Regions from separate parts of the Mus musculus genome. Here region 1 is linked to region 2. The links are chromatin contacts, called in public Hi-C maps. All regions are on one chromosome and are shown on one strand. The core of a region is the stretch at or near the end of the contact, and the rest is flanking DNA. Distances in the headings are between cores, read along the strand shown.

Evidence for each region. A called contact is a pair of places that touch in the nucleus more often than the background predicts.
Region 1: a Hi-C map of cortical neurons shows a contact between it and region 2, with 3 times the contacts expected there. The contact joins two enhancer-like sites. A contact is called at or near these places in 1 of 15 datasets of contacts at CTCF or cohesin (large pre-B cells), 52 of 484 Hi-C or Micro-C datasets (B cells, the C2C12 cell line, CD4 T cells and 34 more), 4 of 115 datasets of contacts at active chromatin or transcription factors (astrocytes, bone marrow-derived dendritic cells, fibro-adipogenic progenitors and 1 more) and 1 of 9 other capture datasets (embryonic stem cells).

Annotation. Positions count from the first base shown.
Region 1 is chr13:111,409,391-111,412,898 of GRCm38.p6, reverse strand. No RefSeq gene overlaps it. Among named protein-coding and RNA genes, the nearest start is that of Gpbp1, 79 kb to the left of the region's middle. Within about 2 kb of position 1,813, at least 13 of the 459 cell types and tissues checked have an H3K27ac peak or open chromatin away from gene starts, as enhancers often do. A contact at or near this core is called in cortical neurons, where this site is marked.
Region 2 is chr13:110,074,143-110,077,443 of GRCm38.p6, reverse strand. The region is part of intron 4 of Rab3c (RAB3C, member RAS oncogene family); the gene reads left to right. Among named protein-coding and RNA genes, the nearest start is that of Gm32881, 69 kb to the right of the region's middle. Within about 2 kb of position 1,618, at least 6 of the 459 cell types and tissues checked have an H3K27ac peak or open chromatin away from gene starts, as enhancers often do. A contact at or near this core is called in cortical neurons, where this site is marked.

The sequences.
Region 1 (3,508 bases), core at 564-3,063, 1.3 Mb before region 2:
GTTCTAGTACAGCCAGGGCTACACAGAGAAACTATGTCCCCCCACTCCACTCCATCCCACTCTCTGGGGGAAAAAAAAGGTACCAAAGAGTCTTGGTGAATGACACCTTTCTTTCCCACTAGATCCTTAGCCGCCCCACTTCAATGAATGTCCACCTCTGTAAGGCAGTTTTAAAAATAAATCCTGCCATATATGACAAGTCCTTTAACAAATGTAATAATTCTTTAATATATATATACATATATATACATATACATATATATATATATATATATATATATATACACATATATATATATACACACATGCACACACACACAAAACTTTCAAATAGGAATTCAGGAGTCCTACCTCTGTTCCACAGAGGTGGTGTATTGATCATTGGTATATATATCTATCAGCAGACACTGACTACTGGTTACCAAGAGTGATCATAAGTGCAGGGCGGGCAGCAGTCCACAGTGGCATGATGGCAGACAAGGTTGTCTTACGCTCTCCATCCTCATCCCTTCTATAACTTTGCTGTTAGCTAATTCACGGGGCAGGCTGTGTGTTGTTTGATGAGAGAGCACAGAAGAAGGTTGAGCGCTAGGACCTTGGGGCATGTGTGCAGCATGCGCCCCTTTCCTTGGTGTCCCCTACCTAGCATCCTCTTCTCATTGATGGTTCTTCGTCCAAGTCCAAGTATACCCTGTCCTTGTTTGGGTTTCAATAGCTCGGAAGAGGAAACCATGGCCACAACAATTCTTACTTAAAAAAAAATGGCTTGCATTTCAGATAATGGTTTAATCTATTATCATCATGGCAGGAAACATCGCCTCGCACTCGCCTCTCTTTTATATATATCTTGATGCTACTTTTTCAAAAGCTCTGGGGTCAAGGTTCTATACATAAAACACTAGTCTCCAGATGCCTGATCTGGTTGGGAAATCACCGGAGCACTGAAGACTTCTCTCAGGCATAGCGTTACTTTCTTCTTAAACTATATTAGAGTAACCCAGATAGTGACTTACAGCCTGGCTTTATCATGTGGTCTTTCGAGTTTCCTCCTTGCTTGTGGGACTCAAGCAACCCAGTTTAGTGGGTGGTATCTGAGGGAGAGGCAGAAAGAACGTTTGTAAAAATTTCCTTTTAAACTGAATAATACAGGGCTATGTGTTGTGGCCATCCTTTTTATTGCACATGAGATCTCAAGAATGCACGCATAGCACATAACTGAAATTCTATACCCAGAAAGGACATTTATGTGCTAAGAAGTTGTCAGGTAAGTATTAGATTTTTAGAAGTATTATTTTAAAATTGGTATACACATCTTTACATATTTATCAGTACCACATGATGTCTTGATAAATGTACATTTTATGTGACGTTTACATGATGACAAACATGTCTGTCTTCTCAAATATTTGCAGTATTTTTGGTGAAGAAAAACAAAATGAAAGCACCCTAGCTTTCTTTTTAACTGTACAGCATATTTATTGTTCACAATGTTCACTCATATGTGTATGTTACATTTTCATAAGAGTCTATTATAACATGCACCAGGCATGATCGTGCATGCATGTTCCATTTGGGAGGATGAGGAAGGAAGATAGTGAGATCAAGGCCAGGCTGAGCTATATACTAAGATCCTGTGTTAGTAAACAGCAACGAAACTTGTGTCTTTAACTGACGTTTGTGATTCAATCTGCCTAGTGCAATGACAGTCCAAAAACCATTAACTTCCAGGAGACTGGAAGGGATGAAAGGCCACGTTAATCCAGGTGTGTTAAATGCCTTTTTAAAATTAAAAATCGAACACTAGAGGGCGGCAAAACACTGTCGGCAAAAATTCATTCGAGCTCCAAAGCTGTTTTCCTGTAAAAGAGGAGGTGTTTGCTGACTAGCGTCAAGAAAGAGCTGCCCTGATATTCAAGATGCTTCTCTGCACCCAGCCTCACTCAAATCTTTGTGCTTGCTTTGTGTTTTCCTCCACATCACCTCCCTGGCTCCATGATTTGCTTTCCAAGCACACACACTTGTAGGTAGTGTTTCTGCAGGGACCTCTCTCAGTTCATTTTCAAAGACTGCTAACTTTGGTCCTCTTAGGACATACTGAGTCTTCTGGGGAGAGGCAGCCTCTCTCTCTCTCTCTGTTACGGATTGTAAACCCTGGGGGGTGGGGTGGGGTGGGGTCCTGTGAGCGTGCTCATAGGGATGACCCTGTAGTGTCTCGAAGGATGCACTGGACAGTCAGAAAGCTGTGCTGGATTTGGCTCGGTGCTTCATTCTAATCCTGTTTCCTCTGCTTAAGATGGGACTGATAAGCCAGGATATCTTCTCAGTTGCCGCTTCTGATTCCCCCGTCTAAGTTGTGGGAGAAAAGACGTGCCACATTTGGCTGTATATGATGGCTGAGTGTGGTCACTGCTGGCAGAGAGTGGAGCTCTGTCTCCGGGACTCACATGGTTGGTACTGGGTGATATATTCTGGTAAAAACATCTAATAGAGGTGCCAACTGAGCTTGGAGCACTGGGTTATGATGGCGGTCTCTCATGAGTTATGCAACCTTGAGTGAGTTCCGTAACCTCTCCTCCCTCACTTATAAAACGAAGTCATTCTAGAGAGTGTCTCTTAAGGAAAATTGTGCCCCTGAATCAGATTTGAAGTAGATCCCAGACTTCACCTTCTTCTACTAAATTATATTTTTCTTAGTGTTGGTCTGTGGTATAGATTTGTGGCAGGGAGAAGTGTAACTGGGGTTTGCTCCCAAGACACGAATATCCATGCTAGATCATTGCTAGTATTCCCGTTCACTGTCCGTCTGTCTGTCCATCCATCCACCCACAATCTATCAAAAATGCTGCAAGTCTATTTTGAATTCAAATAAGTTTCCAAGAAAATTACTTAAACTAGTCTGTGCGAGCGCGCGCACATGCACACGCGTGTGCACACACACACACACACACACACGCTCACACACGCACACACACAGGGTGGAGCAGTTAGTATATTACAGCCGCTGTAGTGACAGGATCTTGGTTAGGCTACACTGACATCAAAACTTAGTTTTTAAACCTCAGTGACTTGACTGCACATGACACAATGGGCCCCACCTACTGGATACAGGAGCTGGGACATTTACTCAAATGGCTGAGTGATAGAAGTCTTAGAAGGAATGGGTGTCTCAGCGCCAGCACCTGCCACCTATCAGCAGGCTAATTTTGGGAACGTGTTTCATTTCCTGTCTCCAGGAGTTGTTATCCTTCAAAGGGAATTATAAAGCCTCAATGCTTGTTTCCTAGCTTGAAGATTAGGTCTCAATGCATCAAGCTCTGCGTTCATTCTGAAGGGCAATGCCATTCAACACAGCCTCTGTACCATGCTACCACGTCAAGCCAGAGCTCTGATTCTGAGGCGGTCTTAGCTGACTCTAGCAAAGGCAGCAACAGGCCCACTTAATCTGAGTTTGTGACTGCTGTATGATCTCTCCCTGTTTTCTCTTTCTCTTTCCGAGGACTCCAATAGC
Region 2 (3,301 bases), core at 369-2,868:
TAAAAAGGTAGCATTCCTAAAAGTAGGGTGTTTTTAATGTCAGGCAGCGTATAGGGAAAATTATTATACATACTTACCCGTATCTCAACATCAGTTTTTCAGATCTTAAATATGTTGTTCCAGCAGTACACTATATAAATTATAAAAGTAGTCTTCATGTATTAGGATAGTGTTGAATCTTCTAAAAGCTGGGTTATATAATAGTAGGTAATCTGCTGACACCACTGGTTAAACAGTAGATTGGAGGTAATGGACAGGAAGCATGGAATCCATCAGGAGTGGAGCATAGCACGGGAACATGGCCAGGGCATAAATCAGGACAACAGCATTACTCAGGGGACATTAAAAAAAAATCAGGCCAGCTCTCGATCGATGATAGATATAGATGTGTGTGTGTGTGTGTGTGTGTGTGTGTGTACGTGTATCACATCAGAAAAATCAGGATCTCTGAAATGGAGCATATTCTAGTTTGCTTTCTATTGCTGTGATAAACACCATGACCGAAAGTAACTTAAGGAAGAGTTGACTTGGCATAGCAGTTACAGTCAGCCATCAAGGAAAGCAGAGGCAGGAACCGAAGGCAGGAACTGAAGCAGAGACCATATTGGCTAACTTTCGGCCTTGCTTCTTCTGGCTTGCTCAGATACCTTTTGCATACAATCCAGGCCAACCTCCCTAGAGTAGTACTAGCCATGGTAGGCTGGGCCTTCCTAGGTCAATTAGCAATCAAGAAAATGGCCCACAGCCACACACAGAGGCCAGTCTGATGGAAGGAATTGTTCCAACGAGATTCTCTCTTCTCAAGCACACCTACATTTCTGTCAAGTTGGCAACAGCTGTGAGATACCATCCCTTGTTGACTGAATACACAAACGCATCTCTAAAGCTACAGCAGCTGGAGAAATGCATGCATCCCTGATGGCGGACTCCCTCCAAGATAACAGTCAGGTGGCATCTGAAGGTTTCATGGCTTTGACTTGAGAGTTTCAGGATGCTGGATCCTTGGAGGCCCTTTAGCCAGATGAGGATTCTATGTGTTGCAAGTAGCCACCGACCTAGTTCTTTTCTATGAAATTCACTTCAATTCTAAAAAGTTGGCTCCATTAAGTCTATTCCTGTATGACATAAGAAGTGTATATAAAAACGAAAGATGAATCTTAAGAACGAGCCACCAAGCCTCTCTGTGCACACATTAACTCTTTCTAAAGTAAAAGATGCTGCTGTTGTACACACACACACACACACACACACACACACACACACAACTAATCCAGTGCCATAAGCATCAGCTTCTCATTACAGTGTTAAGTTCTGCACACCAAGGACCATTTAATAATCTCAGCACCAACTCCAAAGAAGCACAAGCAGCCTGTGACAGACATGCTCCCCTTCCGTCCTTTTTCAAGCTCAGGCCATACCACTGCCTCCGGGCACGCCAGTTTAATGAAGGATAATTTTTTTTCCTTCAGTTTTTTTTTTAATTATTTTCTCCTTGGGCCTGCAAAACAATTGCACACTAAAGCAGGTTGAGTCGTCAGCAACTGTAATGAGGCTACAGCATCGCCCCGTGCCTATTTTTAAAACTCCAACCACCTGCTCCACATTCGCACTGACTGCTCTTCAGCAGTTTTTAAAGATTTATCTAAATCTTAATTGCCGGTGTTTAGGAAAGAACAGGGATTGCCAACTTCTGGATTTGGCAAGGAGTCGCAGCAATGCTATTTAAATGTTCTGAGTACCTGGCTGCACGGAGCCGTCTGTGGAAAAGTGCAGACACCCTACCATTATTTCCGCTGGCTCACATTCTTTCTGGCTAAGGTTTCCCAGGAGGTAGAAAACAGATCAAGGATACTCTAATGTGTTGGATATACTTAGATAGGCTTACAACCATGTATGAAAAAGGGACAGCTCCTGCATCCACCTTTTCCTAGTCCTTTGAGTTTGCCCTGTTATTAGCCTCATCTATGTCTCGTAACTCTCTGTCTTCCTTATTGGCAGCTGGAATTTAATCCTCAGAAAATACTCTTTTTTTTTTTCAAGACAGGGTTTCTCTGTATACCCCTGGCTGTCCTGGAACTCACTTTGTAGACCAGGCTGGCCTCGAACTCAGAAATTCGCCTGCCTCTGCGTATTTCTCCCGAGTGCTGGGATTAAAGGCGTGTGCCACCACGCCTGGCAGAAAATACTCTTGATGAACGGAGAGGCTGTACATTCCATGCATCCCACATTGCTCAGGATGGTCCAGCTGGTGCTCATTCATCTCCCAGTAAGCATCGATAGCACTCAGTTCACGCTCAAAGTAGCTCACTTTGAATGAGAGGCAATATGGAGGCTTGGCTGGTGATACCACACCCTGTAGGATCATAAGTGGCATACCCAATTTGCTCTTATATGTCAGGTCTCAAACTCTTAGACTACCCATGGAAAGACTTTTCAAGACCTTGGCAAAGCCCTGTTCTAATCATCATTGGTTTACTCAACAGAGCTAACCTGTGAAGCCCTTTCTTGGAAGAAAAAAAAAAAATCTTACTACTTCAAATCTCCACAACATTCGGCCGCCTAGGAAGCCCCCATCCCCTCCAAGAGCCACAGAGTAGAAAACTATATTTTTGCTAGAGAGATTCCAGTCTTTCATCCTGCTTAGCCCATCTCACAAATGTCCCCATCCTCTTGATTTCCTACTCTCACGCAGAACCCACCTTGGCTCCTTATCTCAGAGTAATCTGCCTGCTGTGCCTTTCTCAATGCTACACCCAGATCTAACCCGTGCAGCATTTAAAGTATGAATGAATGAATGAATGAATCCAGTTCGAGGTGAGAAAGGTCTGTATAAACTACTGACTTCCAGTTTCTTTTTCTCACAACACAAAAGTGTTAAGAACAATGTTACTAAAATTTTAAAGCTGAATATAAGAAATGTAAACTGTCTCATTTTAATTACCAGCACTGAAAAAGAAAAGAAAGGAAAACAAACAAGCCTCGACTCTTCTAAATCAGTTTGGTGTGTTTGGTTTTGGAACTCAAAAGGGCTCAAATCCAGGATGGGCTAAGACACCTGGCAGGGGTCCAGATCTGTTTATTAGCTTTGCACCCTGGTTGGTGTGATTTTTCCTTTTCTCAAGGTAAAATTATCATAACTGACAGTGGTAGATAATAAATCCCACCAACTAAACTCACGGGGGACTGATTTCTAATTAAAAATGCTTATTATTATTTGCCTCCAAGAAATGTAAATGCCCCACATTTGTAACTGCAGATGTAGTTGACTTAAACGTGGTATTATTATGTCCCAGTAAACCTA